Linked DNA regions of Canis lupus: region 1 is linked to region 2. Evidence: chromatin contacts called from public Hi-C data. All regions are on one chromosome and are shown on one strand. Each heading gives the region's core, a stretch centred on a gene start, on an enhancer-like site or on the middle of the called end of the contact. The rest is flanking DNA. Distances are from core to core; before and after follow the strand shown.

Region 1 (5,996 bases), core at 1,956-4,455, 900 kb before region 2:
TGCTGAGCTGGGCTGAGCTGAGTTCTCTTAGCCAACATCCTGCTCTAACTGGCTGATCACAATAGTCCTTCTGAGAAAAAAAGGAGCATGCAAATAAAGCCTCTGTGGAAGCAACAGGGCAATCCAATTACGTAACCCAACTGTGCAACCCCAGGTCCTATTGTCTTTGAAGGAAATCAGAGATCCACAGGTTGTTTCCAGCCTTGGAGAAAGCTCTCCAGGCATTGGATGTGTTAAGCACTTGAACTACACAGCATCTCACCTAGTATTCCCAAGGAGCATGTTATCATCCTTATTCCGTAGAAGAGGAACTGACATTCAGAGACATTAAATACCATGTGCAGGGGTCCACAAATAGGAAGGAGTAAAGGACTACAGGCCCCAAGGCCAAGACTCCTCCTCCAGGGTGGCAGACAAGGCAAAGTAAGAAGACATTCAGGACCACAGGCTGAGAGCTCTGAATTCTGCACTCCCACGGGTGATTCCCCAAACTTTTTAGCTGATAGAAGGGATCAAAGGAGTGGGAGTTGGAGAAATGTGGGTCCTACTCAAAGCCAAACCCAGACCACAAGTCTGCAACAGCCCCCCTCCCTTCCACCCATGGCAATTGGGCAGCTACTGTCTGTGTTTACAGTGGAGAAATGCATCTTGGTCCTACTACCTGTCCCTCCTCATAGTGAACCTACCTGCTGTTTGTTTTGGTTTGAGCATCACAGGGCTACTTCCATTGTAAATTTTCTGATTAGTTTTCACTTAATGGTTTGGCACTGATGACGGTTACCAAGACTCTATTTCATTTGAGTTAGCAGAAAGGATGGTTCTTTCCCAGCTTTACTGAGATATATTGACATACAAGATTGTGTAAGTTTAAAGGATACAACATGTTAATTCGATACATTTATATATTGCAAAATGATTATTACCCAGAATGGAGTTGGTTTTGTTTTTTTGTTTGTTTGTTTGTTGTTTTTTGTTTTGTTTGTTTGTTTGTTTTTTGAGAGAGAGAGCACATGCATGTGCACACGAGTGGATGAGGAAGGAGCAGAAGGAGAGGGAGAGAGAATCTCAAGCAGTCTCCATGCCCAACATGGGGTTTAATCCCACCACCCTGAGATCATGACCTGAGCTAAAACCAAGAGTCCCATACTTAACCAACCACACCACCCAGGAGCCCAGAATGGAGATTTTTTTTAGTTCTATCATTCCTCCCCCATTTATTAGCTAGAATTCCTCACTAAAGAATTTTCCCTCAATAATTGTTTGATTACCTGAAACAAATAGACAACAACAAAACAAAAAGGCAGGATAAATGCTTAATTCTTTCCTTTCACTTATTTTCAAAATACTGAGCTGGTATTACCCAACCTTCAAATGAACTTGTAGATTTCACATAGTTCATGTATTTCAATATGTTGTAGTCATTATTTGCTTTTATATTCTTCCCAAATTTGGCCAGTGGGAGGTCCTTCAAGTTGGCTCATATAATCTTGCTTTGGGACATAACCATATGTGTCAAGCTCAACTCAAACATTTCTTGCCCCAGAACTAGAATTGGCCATTTCTCCCAGGAGCCCTGGTTCCCTCACAAAGGAAATGTTACTCAGATATTATAGCTTTGTGTGGAATGATAATTAAAAGTGAGTTAGTCATGCTTCTAAGCTTTTTCAGTGGGCAGAACTAAGAAATGTGTAGTTTTTAGAAAGAAAGAAATCATAATTCAAACTGATATTTCTAATTCAAATCAAAGATTACAGAATGTTTATTGTAATTTTTACAATATTTTATTCTAAGTATATCCTTTTCTCACTCTGAAAATTTTATCTCCTAAAGATATTAACTTAATGAGTTGGTCAGTTTATTGTACTCTTTATAATACTATTCAAAATAATAATGTAAATATTACCACTAACAACCAGCCAAAAGAATTCAATCTAAGATGTCTTTACACTTTTTTTGTCGTTAGGATATATCCCTAGGGATATACAATCAAAATATGTGTTTTAAAGCCATTTGCAATAATTCTTGATATTATACCATGAATTGCTATAAAGTTAGGGTTTTTAAAAAATTTATTTAGAATTGTTTTATTTCTTTTTTTAATTTTTAGGATTCTCAATATTTTGGTGTGTTTTCTTCTTTGATTTAACTTTGTTTTTTTACGTAAAATATTTACATAATTCCAAAGTCAGAAAAAAAAAAAGTTTGTAAAGAAGCAATCCTCATCATGTCTCCTATTTCTCTGTTCCCACCACCCCATTTTTTATTAACTTTGTGTTTATTCTGCTTTTGAAATTCTAAATAAATATGAATATATTACTTCTCTTCCTTTCTTAACTGTAACATACTCGAAGCGCTCTGCTACATTTTGTTTTTGTTACTTAACAATGTCTTCGGGATCCCTGGGTGGCGCAGCGGTTTGGCGCCTGCCTTTGGCCCAGGGCGTGATCCTGGAGACCCGGGATCGAATCCCATGTCGGGCTCCCGGTGCATGGAGCCTGCTTCTCCCTCTGCCTGTGTCTCTGGCTCTCTCTCTCTTTCTCTCTGTATGACTATCATAAATAAATAAAAAATTTAAAAAAAAAAAAAAAAAAAAACAATGTCTTGTGGCTGTCCTGTGTCAGTACATAGAAATCTTCCCTACTACTTTCCACGGCTGCCTACTATGACATATTGTGAATGCTCCGAAGGTTATTTAACTGGTCTCTCTTTGACAGACATTAGGGTTGTTTCTAACCTTTTGCGAATTAGTGCTCTACATTCATCTTATTTAGCCCTCCCAAGAGTCCAGCCAGTTTGGCTTACTCTTATTTCATAGAAGAGAAATGGCTGCATAAGCAGTTAAGGACTTGACCAAAGTTACAGAGTTAGGTAAGGGTGGGGGAGAGACAGGATTCTCCTACTGCCATAATTCCTCTTCTTTGCACAAGTAGGAATGGTTCATGTGGCAGTAAGTATCTGCTAACACCTTTATTTTAGAGTTGAGGGAGGGAGCAGGGTAGATTGTAGAGGAAAATTAAGCCTTAAGTTCAAGGCTGGAATTTCAGGTCTCAGCCAGCTTGTGGGAAGAGTATCTGAGGGAACAGCTGGCCTTTCTGGCACTGTCCCCAGTCCAAGGAATGCCAGACATCCACAAGCAGGTGGGTCTATTTTTGGCAAAAGGACCTTCTCAGTGCCTGCTAAAAATCACATCATGTCCCCTTCTATCACAGTGTACTTTGCTTCCAGGGTTAAGCCACTGAAGACTCTTGGAAGGATACAGAACAATCTATTCTTGACCCTTCCCTCATCAGTGGCTCCCCACTTCTTCCAGACCAGTGAAAAGTTACACATACTAAAACCAAACAGAGCAAGCACAGTTCTAAGCAAAAATTATGGTCTTTTAAGAGAAGAAATTAAGCTGAGATTTGAAGGAAACCTTAGGACTTTGGCCAGAATCTTTCACTAGTTTCCCTTCTTCCATCACTCTATTTTTTGTAAGAGCAAAAGTCAATTCTGAGGGATAATTAGTCCACACCATTATGTCATTTTAAAATGAGTTACTTTGGACAACTGGGTGGCTCAGTGGTTGAGTATCTGCCATTGGCTCAGATCATGATCCAAGGGTCCTGGGATCCAGTCCCGCATCAGGCTCCCCGCAGGGAGCCTGCTTCTCCCTCTGCCTATGCCTCTGCCTCTCTCTGTGTGTCTCTCATGAATAAATAAATCAAATCTTTTTAAAAAATAAAATAAAACAAATAAAACGAGTCTCTCAAGGCAGGGCCTTGTCTCAGAATACTTTTAGCCCAATGTCCTCCCACATTCTCCTCCCTAAAATAATCATGTTTCGGATAAAGACCAAAAACACTGTAAGATATGAGGATCATCAGCTTTTCAATTTCAAGACACAAATCATATTCAACTGCAGAGTCCTTACCAAGGCAGAACAGACAGCCACTGCATTTTATAGATATTTTCCAAGAGAGTTTAAACAAAGGAGCTTTCTTTTCCGCCTCAGTAGTTGGAATATGCTGTGCCCCGTGTAGTCCTGTTAATAAAGGTTTTATTGTGCCATTGCTAAGCTTCTGAAACCAAACAGCTCAAGCAAATTAGCCACAATATTATTGCACTATGGGCTGAGTAGCAGTGGTTAACCATGTGGGTCTGATCTCACTGTGAAGCTGACCAGCTTCCCAAGTTTGCCTGGCTTAGGACACTCTGAGCTCAGGTGTGTGGTCCCACTCAAATAAAGCCAGCACTTCATAACTCCCATCTCCCTCTTGTCAAGACACAAACTTTGACATCTGAGTCAATGCCTGAAGGTTCACTCACTCGGCATATATGAATTTACTTTCTTCAGAGTGATGGGGATGGGAAGATGTTTGTGAGCAAGACACACACAATCCCTACTGTATGAGAGCCATAGGAAGAAACATAAGCATAGAAAAACAAATCTATAAAAGTTAAATGTTGCATTATGACCTCGGGTATATTTTTGAGCTCTTCATGCTTGTATTTATCCACTTGTAGAGGAGGGATAACAAAAGTAACTAAGTCACAAGGGTATTAGAAAGAGTAAAACACCTGGAATGTGTCTGGCACATGGAATGTGCTCCATTAATATGATATATAGTTAATGATTAAGTATCCCTCCCCTGAATCTGAAGCCAGATTTTTTTCCTTACCTTTCCTAAAGTCTATCTTCCAATATTTCATTTAATTAACCCAACAAACCTGTAATACTGACATTACCTACTCTGAAAAAATTGAGGCCACATTGTTGAATGGACTTATCCAAGTCATACATTTCATATAAAGTAGAGATGAGCCCCAGATCAATTCATATCAATTCAAGCCCCAAAGTCGTTATGCTTTTCACCCATACCTTATGTCATTTCCTTGTAAGAGTCAAAACCATCAGGCCATGAAAACACAGAGCATGAAGAGATTAATTCAATCAGGAGGTATTTAGAGAGGTTTCTTGCAGGAAGAAATTGGAGCACACAGTCTCCTGCTAAACTTTCCATGAATCCTCATTACAATAAAGCACATTTACTGAAACCAGAAATTCTTTTCTCCCTTTGGCCCCCATATGTAAGTCAACAGCAAGTCCTGTGAGTTATAATCACAAATTTTATTCCAGTACCTGCATTTTTTATATACATCTACTACTACCACCCTAATTCAAGGCACCATCATCTTGTATGTGGTTTCTCTACACCTGCACCTCTTCCTGCCAACCTATCCTCTGTTCCATGCACAACAGCAACAGTAACCTTAAAATGCCAGCCAAACCATGGCACTCCCCTACCTTAAAGTCCTTCAATAATTATCAATTGTATTTAGAATTAAATCGAAATTCCTTACCATGGTTCTAGGTATGCATGACCTGGTGCCTGCTCATTTTCCCCACTTTCCTGAGGCATTTCTTCCTACTCATTATTCTGCAACTATAAATGCCTCCTTTATTTCATCTGACAGAAAATATTTCTATTCCAACTGAAGACTTTGTATTTGCTGTTTTCTCTGCCCAAAATGCCATTGTCTTTCCCTCCTGACTGGTATATTTTTACTCTCCAGATCTCAAATATCACCTCCTCAGAGAGATTTCCCTAAACACTCCATCTAAAATAGGACCCTTTCAGGGCTCCTCCTACCCCCACTGTTATTCTCTATTACTGCACACTGGTTAATTCCTTTAAGGTACTAATCAACTCTGTAATTTTAAAATAACGCATTTATGTATTGACTGGATACCTATTGGAATATAAAGCTCCAGAGAGATTGGGGATTTCGCCTATATTGTTCTATATGATATCCTGGGCTTATAGAAGTTCACAGCATATTTATTAAAAAGGACAGAGGGGAGGAGAGGAAGCAAGGAAGATTCACTGCAATTTTTTCAGAAGCATAAGACTCTAGCAGGTATAAGGAAGGTAGGGAGGCAATCCACGGCAGAAGGAATAGCTTTAATCCAAGTCTTAAGACAGATGAGTCCAAGATTTGTTTAAAGAACTGGA
Region 2 (6,715 bases), core at 1,034-3,533:
CAGGGATCATGACCTGAACCAAATGTAGCTGCTTTACGGACTGAGCCACCCAGGCGCCCCCAAGCACTGTTCTAAGCACTAACTCATCTAATCCTCATAACACTAGGAGGTGGGTTCCATTATTACCCAGCATTCGTAGTTAAGTAACTTGTTCATGGTCTCAAGCTTCTGTAAAGGGCAAACCCAGGACTCACTCTAGCAGCTGTCTTGGAAACTTAAGGGTGACCACTGGCTACAAAGTGGCTAAGCAGAAAATCAAACCCAGGTCTAACTCTTGAGTGAAAGAGAGAGAGCCTCCTTTCTTCTTTCCACCAAGCTAAGCGTGGCCCTCAACCCTACTGCAGTACAGGAAGAGGGGAATAACAACTGAAGACCCTCCAAAGAAGGGGCATTCAAGTTGCCTCTTGAGGGCTTACGTGCTTACTGGTCAAAGAGAGGCACCATGCAGTTTGTTATTTTAAAAGAAATGCAGGGCGCCTGGGTGGCCCAGTTGGTTGTCTGACTCTTGGTTTTGGCTCAAGTCGTGATCTCAGGGTGGTGAGACTGGTTGGCTCTCAGCGAGGAGTCTGTTTTCTCTCTCCCTTTGCCCCTCTCCTCCTCTCAAATAAATAAATGAATCTTTCTTAAAAAAAAAAAATGAAAAGTACCCAACTGAGGTCTTCAAAAAAGAGGATACAGTAATGAGAAGCAAATAAATTATTAAAAAGCAAATGTTTCAGATTGAATCAGGAAAGCTTTCAATTTTTATTCAATGAGAAAATACTCTTGATGAAGGAAAAGCAAGCCTTTATTCCCTTTAATTTTGATTACGCATTTAAAAATCATTGAGGGATTGAAGAGTGCAATTTGCCTTCTATAACGTTAAACTCAACAAACCCTAACTTCCAACATTTACTTCCTCAATGTAACTGCTGCAAGCAAAGTGGTTACTAAACCTTCATAGACCCTTTGCAAAGATGACCTCTCCTTCAGGTCCCGAAACTGAGCGTCTAGAAACCAAAATGAGCCTGGAGATTCGGGCCAAGCTTCAGAAGGAACGGGCACGCGCCCCGTTCCAGCTGGGCCAGGGGCCGGCACGCAAGTTGCAGCTCAAACTGGCTTCAGAGCCAGTCCCCCCCCCCCCCCCCCAGCCCACGGCAAACTGATTTATGACCGTACGACGGGCAGCTGCGGAACTGGTCAGACCGCAGAAGTCCATTACTCAAACACCAATCCAAGGATGGCCAGGATGGGATGCGAATCGGTAAGGGGAGGGGGCTGGGATCTGGGGTTCACTGCCTGTCCCGGGTGCGGTGAGGCCGGTCGCTTCCTAATTCCTGCAGCAGCCCGGGGCCTGTGGACTCTGCTCTGCAAAACCTGTGCGCTGGCGGAGCTGGCGGGGCTGCAGGGCGCCGGGACAGGGTGCCTCCACGCCCCCTCGCGGACCGGCCGACGACGGAGGAGGCCGTGCCGATTTAGTGCTGGGTGTTTTTCCGAACCTGGGGTTTAGCGCCCCCCCCGACACACACACACACACAACGCCCCGTCAAGGGGGTCCGGGCGATCAGCCTCATTTTACAGATGCAAACGCCGAGGGTCGGAGGAGCGCAGCGGGGCTTGCCGGCCAAGTGGAAAGCCCCGAGTGGAGGCAATGGCCGGGTTGGCCCTCTCGTCGAGGAGGCTGGAGGGCTGCAGCGCCTGGGGCGCACACCCAGCCCCTCGCCCTCCCGACGCCCGAGGGGTCGGCCGGCAGCCCGGAGGCCCGGCAGCGCGCAGGTGCCCGGCGGAGCGCGCGCGGGGCGCAGGGCTGCAGCGGCGGCCGAGGCGCAGCGCGCACCCCCGCTCCCCTGCGCGCGTGCAGACCGCAGGGCGCCGGGCTGCAGCAGCCGGGCAGGGGCGCACCGCCCGCCCGAGCCAGCGCGTGTGCGCGCCGGGCTGCTGCCGACACGGGCTGGCGGCGCCCCCGGGCGCGCCCCGGCGCCGCCCCGCGCCTTACCGTAGCTGCTCCCCGGTGACCAGGACCTCAGCCATGCGCTCCAGCTCCCTTTGCTGCGCCCCGCCGCTCCCGCCCGTGCTGCCGTCGCTGCCGCCGCTGCCCCCGCTGCCGCCCTCCATGCTCGCGCCGCGTCGCTCCCACTGTCTTCCTTAGCCGCCGCGGGTTTGGGTGTTAAATCAGCCTGCCCCTACGGAGGCCTCCCCCGCCATCTTTGTTAGGGGCAGGCCGGCGGCTCAGCCGCGATTGGCTGCGGAGGGAATCCCGGTGGGTGGGCTGGAGCGCGAGGCTGGTCCGCCCCTGGGACTCGGGCTTCGGGGGCGGCGGCTGGAGCCCCGCGTGGCCGGGGGCGGGGCCGAGGGAGCAAAATATAAACATGTGGGCGGGGCTCCGGGGCTGCGGGGCGGGGGCTGCGGGCCCCGGCGGCCACCTGCCCGGGGCCGTCCCCTCCGAGCGCGCGGCGGGGCCTTGCGGACAGGCCAGGAGGTGACAGGCGTAAAGGTGTTGCTATCATCCTGTCTGTGCTCCAAATGGCCCGAGTAAAAACACGAGCAAAATAGCTAAATAGTGAGCACTGGAGGATCCACACGTCACCGCAGCGGTGGGTGAAATTAGGCATTCTCGTCCCCATCCCCCTGCACCAGAGGCAGCTTCCTAACCTCAGAGCGTAATCAATAAAGAACGCGGGCCTGGGAATCAGGCAGACCTGGGATCCGGCTCCGCGCCTGTAATTTCCTACCAAAATGTGCTTCATCTTCATTTTCTTCTTTTGCAAAATAAAGATAATTGTGGCTGCCACTTGTTGACATCTACTGCATTAGAGTAAAGGGGTATCTGTGTGTTGAGGTTTTATGCAGCTTTTAACAATTTTTGCATATATATATACGTCTCTGCACCTTTACAGGTATATGGGATTTTTTTTTCTTTTAGTGAAAACTATATGGAAAGACAATCTTTTAATTGCAGATTTGTTGTAAGTCTACAGAATAAAAAATGAAAATGGGAGGGCTGTGGAGAAACAAATGATTTTCTTTGTATATTTTATACCAATTCTACTCAAAACTGTTTATACCCACTCTCCTTCAGGCTTATTGTATTTTATTGTTGTGTTTTCTTCTTGTCATTTGTTTTTAAAGATCACTGTAGCCTTTTCCAACATTCTACAAGATCATTACTTAAAATTTACAACAATTCATTGAGCATTTATTGTGTGCTTTATATGTTGTTAAGCACTTTATATTATTTACTTTATCCTCACAAAAACCCTGAGAGTTGGGTATTATTATTGTCAACATACAATTGGAAAATCTTAAACATGCAAAGGTGAAGTGATCTGCCTAGATTTCACACCTAGAAAGTCCGTTAGGCAGCCCTTGAGCCCTAGGTCTGGAGACTCTCAAGGTTATGCTCAACCATACTCCAGAAAGAGAACAATTGTCCAACTCCCTTATAAATTCGACGATAGCAATTAGGCAATTCTTTCACAAGAGAAATTATCTAACTTTTATAACTTTTAAAATAAACCATGGCAAAAGTGTAGAGCAAGCAAGACATAGTTCAAAATGCATGTTATTCTAAGAGCTTCATTCTGTATAATATATAAAAATCATTTAACAGGGCGGCCCAGGTGGCTCAGCGGTTTAGCGCTGCCTTCAGCCCAGGGGTTGATCCTGGAGTCCCGGGATTGAGTCCCTCTCCCTCTGCCTGTGTCTCTGCCTTTCTCTCTCCTGTGTCTCTCATGAATAAATAAATAAAATATTTTAAAAAATCATTTAACAGAAGTAGAGGTCCCAGAATTAATGAGCTTAACAGCTGGCTGTCACTTACGTTTTAATTGTATAACATAGAATGTGCTGCTTACCTTCTCAGAGCCTCCATCTCCTGACAGGAATAATAATTCCTACCTTATATGGATGTTGTGTGGCTTAATAACATTGTGTGAAGCTTTCATGTACATAATATGTGTTTAAAAGTTCTCTTTAATATCTTTACTGCTTTTATTTTTTTAAATATTTTATTTATTTATTCATGATAGACATAGGGAGAGAGAGAGAGAGATGCAGAGACAGAAGCAGGCTCCGTGCAGGGAGTCCCATGCAGAACTCGATCCTGGGTCTCCAGGATCACACCCTGGGCCAAAGGCAGGCACTAAACCGCTGAGCCACCCAGGGATCCCTCTTTACTGGTTTTAATAAGAAGAAAAGGAAGGAGGAGGAGGAGGAAAAAGAGGAGGAAAGAGAAGAAGGAGAAGAAATTCTTGTCAGATACTTTCCAGGAGGAGTTTTTGGTGCAAGGTAAAACACCTTTTCTCACATTATCTCTAATTTTTAAATTATTAGTAGGCCTTGAAAATGAAGGAAGGAGAAGTACAGACCTGGCCACCCTAAATCTCTCTTTTATTTGATGATTTTAAGCTTTTTGAAAGTGCAGAATGAAAAAATTAAGGTATTACAAATTCTTCATTATCTATCGCTCAACATTTTTATTCAAAAGCTCTGGCTATGTATTGTAAATCATCACTACTCTTGATTGTCTTTTTTTCTTCCTTTAAATCTAGTTGTGTTTTTTGTTTGTTTACTTATGATAGTCACACAGAGAGAGAGAGAGGCAGAGACATAGGCAGAGGGAGAAGCAGGCTCCATGCACCGGGAGCCCGACGTGGGATTCGATCCCGGGTCTCCAGGATCGCGCCCCGGGCCAAAGGCAGGCGCTAAACCGCTGCGCCACCCAGGGATCCCTAGTTGTGTTTTTCATTTACATTTAGGCAACTTTCTTTATCTGAAAAATAAAAAGAAATGGTTTTTGCAAAATACTTTCTTGTTTAATAGTTTATGATAAAAAACATGATAAAACCTTTTATCATGAAAGTTTATGATTTTAAAAAAGCACCTCAACATAAGGAAAAAAAATTCAAGTCAGGAAAAGACCTAGTACTGCTCCAGTGAGAAAGAGCAGAATTTAATTCTCTTGCTTGATGAGAAGGGTTTTCTGTGTGTGTACATGTGAATGGGAAGTGAAGACTGGTTTGCTGTCATTGTTTCAACCTACATTTCTTTTTTTTTTTTTTGTAAATTTATTTTTTATTGGTGTTCAATTTGCCAACATATGCAATAACACCCAGTGCTCTTCCCATCAAGTGTCCCCCTCAGTGCCCATCACCCAGTCACCCCCAGCCCCCTCCCACCTCCCCTTCCTCCACCCCTAGTTCGTCTCCCAGAGTTAGGAGTCTCTCATGTTCTGTCTCCCTTTCAACCTTTCTTTTGACATATGAGACACACCATGCTCTACTGGGTCAGAAGACAGATCCTTTTTCCTAAATTAGGGCAAGATTGTTCTGACTCCTGAGGACATGTGAGCACCCATGCTGAGTCCATGAGCTCAGGAGCAACTGTCCCAGAATAGATCATGGTCTATAGGTGTTGCTGGTTGAAGGATGGGCACTGACATGGTGATTAAACCGAGTATGAAGATCTTAAAAGGGCTGAAAATTCTAACAGATCTCAGGTTGATCCCTGGCTCCGCTGGGGCAAGTTCATTATCATCTCTAATTTCTGCTCTCTTTTGTAAAATCAAGACCATACTACTAATCCCATTGGGTTTTGGGAAGGACTGAATAAAATTTAATGAGCACACTTGTTACAAGTGGAAACTATTAAATGTAAGCCTTTTTCTTCTAGCTTGCCCTACTCACCTGCTTCATGCCTTCTGGCTGTTTTGGCGATCTGAAGCCAGCGCTGCTCAAACTTTTGGTAGATGAAGACCAGGTGTTTTTGTGATGTATGCGTGCATGTGTTTTCAATCCATTGAAGATTGACATTTTGATAAAGTATAATAGAAATGAAATTTTTAAATGGACAAAACACAGACCAAATGTGTTATTGTTGTGGTCAACAGATAGCAAATTGTCAAATTGGTATAAATATCTCTCTCAATGTCTGTCTCTATGTCTCTCAATATTGGTAATGGTCACCCATTGGCCGACTGAACTTTTAGTAGTACTGGTTAAGAGTAAGCAGCAACATGAGAAGATGAACTTGAATAAAGTGTGTGAAAGAATATTGTCAACTCTGAAGCTTCATAACACAGTAGCTATGGATATTGTTATTGCCTCTTTGTATACACCAATATTGTTCCCATCTGATCTTAAAGGTGAACTCAAACCCCACCTTCTCTGTGATGACTTCTTGGCCTCCCTCAAGCGATGTGTTGTTCTTCCCTATGCCTTCTCATGACATCATAGGGTTTCCATTGCTTTTTAACCGTTAATAGGAGTCTCTATCTATTCCTCAGCTGCCATGATTTTTATTCTCTGTGAATAGAAGCAAAGTGATGATTTAATAATAGCCTGTCCAGATATTTCTGTCAATAGATCCTTTAAGAAGGGAAAAATAAATGTAAAGGGAGAGGAAAAATAAAATGTCCATGTGTCATCATTCACATCCATTTTTAATATTTTTGTCGTGTTTGATTCATCTTTTTTGTAGTGACAGAAATCAAACATTATCAAGAAATGTGAGATCCTCTTGTCCTACAATCCCAATCCTGCTTACCTCCCAAGAAGTTCTTTTTTTTAATCTAAATTCAATTAGCCAATATTTGGTACCTCATTAGTTTCAGATGTAGTGTTCAATAAATTTACCAGTTGCGTATAACACCCAGTGCTCATCACTTCATGTGCCCTCCTTAATGTCCATCACCCAGTTACCCCATCCCCCCCCACCTTCCCTCCAGCAACCCTGTTTG

The links. A called contact is a pair of places that touch in the nucleus more often than the background predicts.
Region 1: a contact with region 2 is called in a Hi-C map of skin fibroblasts, with 4 times the contacts expected there. The contact joins the enhancer-like site here to the promoter of DEPTOR in region 2. A contact is called at or near these places in 3 of 9 Hi-C or Micro-C datasets (amygdala, blood and skin fibroblasts).

The regions. Positions count from the first base shown.
Region 1 is chr13:20,138,435-20,144,430 of UU_Cfam_GSD_1.0, reverse strand. No RefSeq gene overlaps it. Among named protein-coding and RNA genes, the nearest start is that of TRNAK-UUU, 110 kb to the left of the region's middle. Within about 2 kb of position 3,205, at least 2 of the 20 cell types and tissues checked have an H3K27ac peak or open chromatin away from gene starts, as enhancers often do.
Region 2 is chr13:19,241,595-19,248,309 of UU_Cfam_GSD_1.0, reverse strand. DEPTOR (DEP domain-containing mTOR-interacting protein) reads right to left here and starts at 2,283. Exons shown (of 9, transcript XM_038555411.1): 1 at 1,976-2,283. The coding sequence starts at 2,094. It overlaps LOC111098536 (reticulon-3-like), which reads left to right and starts at 1,149. Exons shown (of 2, transcript XM_038556340.1): 1 at 1,149-1,243. The coding sequence starts at 1,149.